Linked DNA regions of Ovis aries: region 1 is linked to region 2. Evidence: chromatin contacts called from public Hi-C data. All regions are on one chromosome and are shown on one strand. The core of a region is the stretch at or near the end of the contact, and the rest is flanking DNA. Distances in the headings are between cores, read along the strand shown. Region 1 overlaps NT5C2 (5'-nucleotidase, cytosolic II). Region 2 overlaps CNNM2 (cyclin and CBS domain divalent metal cation transport mediator 2).

Evidence for each region. Hi-C and Micro-C count contacts between places; a contact is called where the count stands out from the background.
Region 1: a contact with region 2 is called in a Hi-C map of mixed tissues, with 5 times the contacts expected there. The contact joins two enhancer-like sites. A contact is called at or near these places in 9 of 16 Hi-C or Micro-C datasets (blood, liver, mesenteric adipose tissue and 4 more).

The regions. Positions count from the first base shown.
Region 1 is chr22:23,546,711-23,550,301 of ARS-UI_Ramb_v3.0, reverse strand. All of the region lies in intron 1 of NT5C2 (5'-nucleotidase, cytosolic II), which reads left to right. Among named protein-coding and RNA genes, the nearest start is that of INA, 27 kb to the left of the region's middle. Within about 2 kb of position 1,296, at least 8 of the 54 cell types and tissues checked have an H3K27ac peak or open chromatin away from gene starts, as enhancers often do.
Region 2 is chr22:23,422,206-23,425,755 of ARS-UI_Ramb_v3.0, reverse strand. CNNM2 (cyclin and CBS domain divalent metal cation transport mediator 2) reads right to left here. Exons shown (of 7, transcript XM_027960515.2): 7 at 2,051-3,550. Among named protein-coding and RNA genes, the nearest start is that of TRNAG-GCC, 130 kb to the right of the region's middle. Within about 2 kb of position 1,940, at least 8 of the 54 cell types and tissues checked have an H3K27ac peak or open chromatin away from gene starts, as enhancers often do.

The DNA of each region.
Region 1 (3,591 bases), core at 47-2,546, 130 kb before region 2:
GAAAAAATGCAGGTTCTAGGACTTCCCCGGTAGTCCAGTTTGATTTAAGAATCCACCTGCCAGTGCAGGGGACAGTTTGATCCCTGCTTTGGGAAGATCCCACATGCCATGGGGCAACTAAGCTTGGGAACCACAGCTGTTGAGTCCATGTGCCACAGTTACTGAAGCTCACACACCTTAGAGCCTGTGCTCCACAGCAAGAAGCCACTGCAGTGAGAAGCCTGCTCACTGCAGCTAGAGAGCTAGAGCCCCTGCTCGCTGCAACTAGAGAATGCCCATGCAACAATGAAGACCCAAGGCAGTCAAAGATAAATAAATACTAAATAAAAAATTTTAAAATAAGCGACTATTTTTTTGAATAAAAGAATAAGGATTGTCATGGGGAGCTGAAATTTAGAAAAAATAAAAAATGATAAAAATGCAGATTCCTACCCTACCAAATCCATTGCTGTCAGGGACTGGAGTACTTGAGGCCAACTCTTGCGCAGACAACCATTTAAGAACTGCAGTTCTACCAAGCCAGATTGTTATCTTTCATGACTATGCGGGCCCTTGGTGCCCTTTCACTTGTTGTTCCTCTTCCAAGAATGCCCTTCTTGCAATTCCCAGACTGGTGCTCTCTGCTCCTTCTTTAAGATTCATCTCATGTTAACTCTTCTGTGCTCCTTCCCCCTTCTGGGTTCCTATCTTTGTGTTCACACAGCCACACTGCACTTTCTAACCTACTACCTCTGCCCTAGAATTTTCGCATTGTCAGGATTGGTTCCTCTGCTTGTTTGTGAGCTCCGTAAAGATCATTTGTTGTTGAATTTCTGGGACCTGGCAGAAAGAAGGCATGTTTGCTGAATGAATGAATGGAGAGCAGGCCCCAGTCTAACTCAGAAAGGTAGATTTAACCCATTTGGTAACTGACAGAGCCAGGGGTTAATCGTGCAAGTTTCCTGATCCACGGTTTCGGGCTGTTACGGGATCTAAATATTTGGTCTACTCTTGAGGAAGCTACAGATTTACATTTTGGCAAGAGGTGTTTAGCCTCAAGAGGTGTAGGACTTCGAATTATTTTTCAAAATCTCAAAATGTGATTCTGTCTTAAACCAGGGAACTGCTTTCCCCTGATCTCTCTGAGGATGGAACCCACCAGACTTTTTTCTCCCCTTCATCTCTCTTCCTCAGGATCACCCATGCCATAATTCTTGACCTTTTAACTCTGGCGCCACAACTGCCACCTCAGCCCGGCACACCCTGGACCTTGTCATGACTGCTCCAGCTCAGAAATGCCAACATGCCGGTCTCCGGTCAGAACCCCTCCTTGCCTTCGTCTTACTCACTGCCCCCACTCCCAGTTCACCTGCTCTCTGATGTCATGACTCCCTCATCCCTTTTCTAAGCTCCAGCCCACAGATAGCCTCTGTTCTTCTCCCCCTTCCGCAGGGAGGTGCCGCTCCTCCCATCCAAGGCAGTCTGTCACCTGAGCGCTGGACTCCCCTCTCCTGACCTCTTGGCACTGTGTCTTCAGTCCCTCCTCTGGCTGTTTCCCTCCCCACACCAACAGTCAAGCTTCTCTCACCTTTGGGGCTACCTTCCTCTAGTTATTAGCTAATTATGGTTTGGGACCAATTCTGATGTGTGGAGGTTTCCCCACACTACCAAACCATCCTTGGATACCAGCTGGGTGTCCTGAAACTCAATTCAGTTCTGACATGAACTACCCAGCGATGGCATCAGATCCCACAGGTTAGGGGCTCAATCCCACAAGACTGCCCAACCGCCTTCAGATGCCAATTGAAATCCCAGGTGTGATCTGTGCTTCTGACCAACTGGCTATAAGTCAGAGGTTCCCACAGCCCCTCTGGCCTTGTTCTTGTTCAGTCTCTCAGTTGTGTCCGACTCTTTGAGATTCCATGAACGCAGCACGCCAGTTTTCCCTGTCCTTCACCATCTCCCAGAATTTGCTCAAACTCACGTCCACTGAGTTGGTGATGCCATCCAACCATCTCATCCTCTGTCATCCCCTTCCCTTCCTGCTCTCAGTCTTTCCCATATTCAGGGTCTTTTCCAGTGAGTCAGCTCTTCTTATCAGGTGGCCAAAGTATTGGAGTTTCAGCTTCAGCATCAGTCCTTCCAATGAATATTTAGGATTGATTTCCGTTAGGATTGACTGGTTTGATCTCCTGCTGTCCAAGAGACTCTCAAGAGTCTTCTCCAGCACCACGGTTCAAAAGTATCAATTCGTAAAGTGCTCAGCCTTCTTTATGGTCCAACTCTCACATCCATACATGACTCCTGGAAAAACCATAGCTTTAACTATGTGGACCTTTGTCGGCAGAGTGATATCTCTGCTTTTTAAGATGCTGTCTGGGTTTGTCATAGCTTTTCTTCCAAGGAGCAAGCGTCTTTTAATTTTATGGCTGCATTGACTGTCCAAAGTGGTTTTGGAGCCCAGGAAAATAAAATCTGCCACTGTTTCTACTTTTCCCCTTATATTTGCCATGAAGTGATGGGACCAGATGCCATGATCTTAGTTTTCTGAATGTTGAGTTTTAAGCCAACTTTTTTGCTCTCCTCTTTTCCTCCTTCCTTGGGTTTGATTAATTGGCTAGAGTGGCTTATAGAACTCAGAGACACATTTACTTATTAAATCACTGGTTTAGTTGTATGTTTTTTTGAGGTTTTTATCTATTTATTAAAAAAAATTTTTTTGGCCATGCCAGCATGAGGGATCTTAGTTCCTGACCAGGGATTGAACCTGCGCCCCGTCCAGTAGAAGCACATTCTTAACTCTGGACCACTAGGGAGGTTCTTTTTTTTTTTTTTTAACTGGTTTATTTTAAAAAGATATAACTCGGATATAACTCAGATATAACTTTAAAAAGATATAACGCAGATAGCCACATGGAAAGAGATGTTCACCAACTTGGAAGTGCTATAAACCCCATCCTTTTGGGGTGTTATGGAGGCTTCATTATATAAGCATGAATGATTAAATCATTGGCCATTGGTAACTGATTTGATCTCTGGCCCCCTCTCCCATCCCTAGAAGTGTGGAAGAGTTCCACCCCTCTAAAAACATGGTTGATTCTCCTGGCAGACAACCCCATCCTTTAGGAGTGGTCCAAGAGTTACCTCATTAACAAAAGACATCTTTATCACTTTCATCACTTAGGAAATTCCAAGGATTTTAGAAGCTCTGCTAGAAATGCATGAAGACCAAATATGTATTTCTTATTATAGATCACAATATCACACCAATTTTTCAAGTTCCCTTTACAGCATATCTTATCAAAAGAGTAGGCCCAATTTGCTACCCACTTACTCCCAACCTGGTTTCTAGCCCCATCATTATGGCAGTTCTGCCCAAGGCTTAAGGTACTCCCAGCCTCCTAACTGTAAAAAAACAGTGAGCAGTTTTTAGTTGCTATCTTGCCTGCACTTTGTGTGGTATTTGACAGTAACAGCCACTCCTTTCTTTGTGAATTTCTGTTTCTTCTTGGTTTGCAAAGCACTCTACCTACCGCCTTCTTTATAAGTGGGAGGTATAGGTCCACTTCCTATTCTCAAGTGTAAGCAGTCCATACTTTTCCTTGTTTAGCC
Region 2 (3,550 bases), core at 691-3,190:
TTAGGCTGAGAGGAAGCTCTCCCAACTCTTCAGAATTTGTTTCCTGGGTATATGGTGAACACCACTTACTTTCAGACTCTAAGGCCCTAGGCACCCCAGCACATCCAGCAGCTGGTCAGAACACAGCCCAGCCTCTGCAGAAGGACGCACCTGCACGCACATCTCTACAGAGGTGGTCAGGCAAAACTCGAATGGTGTGCTTTAGAGAAGTTAGTGAGAGCCAAGAAAGTTTAGTGTTCTGTTCAGACCTTAAGATCCTTTGAGACCTAAAATAACCTTTCTAAGGTGCTTTTAGGAAAAGCAGGTCTTAACAGAACAGCTAAGAGCTACAAATCCTTTCGACATGTTAGTGTTGTTTTTAAGCAACCACTTTAAAAAGCCACTTGCAGTGACATGTCAGATTTAAAAGTACTTTGTCCATGTTTAGATATTCCTAAATCAGATTTATTTGTTTAAGAAATATTTTGTCAGCAACTTTAAAGCCCTGCAATTTTTCCAAGGCTGCCACAGCATTTAAAAATACTCCGCTTATTCACCACAAATAGCCTGAGACAAACAACGGCATATCTAAGTCTACATTAAGGGTAGGAGCCTTGTCCACATTCCACATTATGGAAACTATTTAACCTTTCTTTGATGGTGGGAAAAATGATAACTATGATCTAACTATTGCCATACACTTAATCCCACTCTTCAGTTCAGTAGTTTATGTCTCAACACTTAGGTTTCTCATGACATTCTTTCTTGGTGACTGGAGCATAGAGCTATTCTTAAAGTTTTTCCTCAAATGGAACAATTTCAAATGATACGCAGCTTTGGGAGGCCCTGAAAATGAAGCCTCAACCATGGGGCTACCTGAGAAGCCTTGAAAAAAAGACTCGGGGCACGGCCGCCAGGGAGGACACGCGCACGCACAGCAGCCAGGTGGCCTCCCAGAACCCACACGGCCCCAGCCCACGCCCCCGGAGCAGGAGAGCAGCAGCACTCAGTGCAGAGCGCGGCGTTCTCTGCTGAGCGTGGAGGCCCAGCAGAGGGCGAGTCATCTATGGAGAGAGCCTTCAGCTGCAGAACGAACAAGGCTGTCTTTCTGTTTAGCCTGGCAATTTCAAGCATTGCTCCCCTGCCCTCAGACATCATGTCTTCCTCCCAAGGCCACAACTATCTGACTTGTTCCCACAAAGGTAGATAAAAATTAAAATATAAACAATAGTTTAAGTGCCTTTAAAGAGCTTTAACCCAAAAAAGGACTCCTGAGTGAACACAGAACACTTCCTCTCAAGCTCATCAACTCTTAACTATAAATAATTCTATTTTCTAATTTAAAATGACAGAAAATTTTGGTCTAGTCACTGCCCATAAAATACCTTTGCTCCACTTTATGGATTAGACAGATTGGTTCATGAATCAAATTAGGTACATATATATTCACCGAAATGCCCTGGTCTCCCACTGTGCTCTTCCCAAAGCCGTGTTTGGCCGGGACTATAGATGAGGCTGAAGAGTCTAGGCCAATGGAAATCGCATCACACACACACGAGCCCAAGCAGCTGAGTGCACAGTCTTCACATGAAAGACAGCATTAGTCCTTCCAAGTCTCACAAGTTCCTGAGATAACTGGAAAGAGGACTTGTCACACACACCTTCCCAGCACTGAAAAATATTAAGTGTTCAGTGTCTGCACCAAAGATAATGTTTAGTTTGTGGGTATGGGCATTTTGAAGCAAGTAACTTTGTTTTTGGACCCACTGCCCTCGGGTCAGTGATGTATTAGAGTTGTCACAGGGAAGCTGGCTTCATTTAAAATTCCTGCCATGTGTAAGCCTACTGTTTGAGTGCTTCGTAGTTGCTCATATCCTAGCAGGAAAAGCTCTCTGACAAAGAATTCTGGTACCCAATCCCGCCTGCATCTTTAGGCCTCACAGTCATCCACTAGGGGAGATGTCACGCCACCAGAATGTCACAGAGAGGCACTATAACCACTGCTTTGTTCTCGGACTTTTTGAAAGAGCAGAGATGTGAGGATCTTGGAGGGAAAATGATAAAACAATCATACAAAGAAGCCAAACATTTATTAGCCATCTCATATAATGAAACATTTTGGCTTTAATAAGGAATTATCTATTAAATTACCTTCAAAAAGTGTGTTTCCAGAAATCAACTCCAGGCTACAAAAAGGTCATTTGTACTGGTCACTTTCTCTACAAGACCATCTGATCACTATCTTTGTCCTCAGAAGTGCTGGGTTACTGAGAGGCGCTGGAGAGCATAATGCATGAGATAAAATAAAAACCCCAGAGTTTTTATCATGATACAGCTCAGGAATGAACCAACATGCAGGCAACCCCATGGATGCAAAGGGAAGGCTTAGGCAAACCTCATCTTCACAGGAGGAAAAATGACATTTTCCTTTGAGGATTTCCTGATTTGAGCTCAGGACTCACCTAGGCAAAGTGAGTAAAGCAGGAAAAACCAAGCAAAGCAGCGAACTGGGAGCAGACATGCTAGAGAGAATTCCTTCCCTAGCCCTGCTTTTTGCTCTTCTAAGGAGAGCAAACAGGCTCCCAAGAAGATAACACTTAGCTGGGATGTAGCTCTGCCTTCTTCCACTTTCAAGAAATTGGGGGTGATGACTGGGGAGGTGGGAGAGGTGGTTAGGTCAGGTGGTGTCTTAGCCAGGTTTGTCAGCAGTTCTTCACTAAAATGTCTCCAGTCCACAGGACTAGTGTAAGTAAAACAGATCAAGAACATCATGGTTAAAGCAATATGGTAGGAAAAACAAGGGACTAGTCATTGAGAAGTTCAATTCTCAGAAGAATGTAGAACTGAGACAGAGGGGAGGTAAAAAGGAATCCAAAAGGATGTGGTCTAGGAATAGATCACAAAGGGTCCATGAACCTCGACTGGAAGATCTTCAGGATCTGGTCATGTGAGCGAGGAGGGTAAGGAGGAGGATGGGGCTCACACAGGAATCAGGCAGGCCCACGGAATCCTGAAGAGCATCTGACCATGACTCACCACACTCATGCCCTTGATTTTAACTTGGTAGACCATCTGTGCCTCTTGCAACCATTGTCTTAGGCTTCCCATCACAGAGAAAGATCTGCAGAGCCATTTTCATCTCTAAGAGCCAACTGAGAGGCTTGGATGAGGCCTCTGGGCTTGCCTAGGGATAAAACAGTTAAAGATATTTGCCAGCTGAAATGCGTTTTTAGTGGTGGAGCTGCAAATGTCTGGGGCAGTTTCAGTGGGTACCCCAGCATCTTTATCTAAAATGAACTGATGGGGAACAGATTACGATCCTTGAAAAAGAGAACACAGCCCTGCTGTTGGCTGGAAGTTGGTGTACTAGGCTGGAAGTTGGAGGCTCAAGTTCTAGCACCTGCTTCTCTTTTAATGTAAGACTTGGTAGTGTACATTCAAAGGAAATGCCCTGCTGTGTTGCCAGCTTTCCCACTAGGCCTGTGTTGGCAGAAGTGATAGGGGAGAGAGGGAACACACATTCGCTAGAAGGGTGAACAGAAATCATTTATCTAAATAGAATAATAGAAAT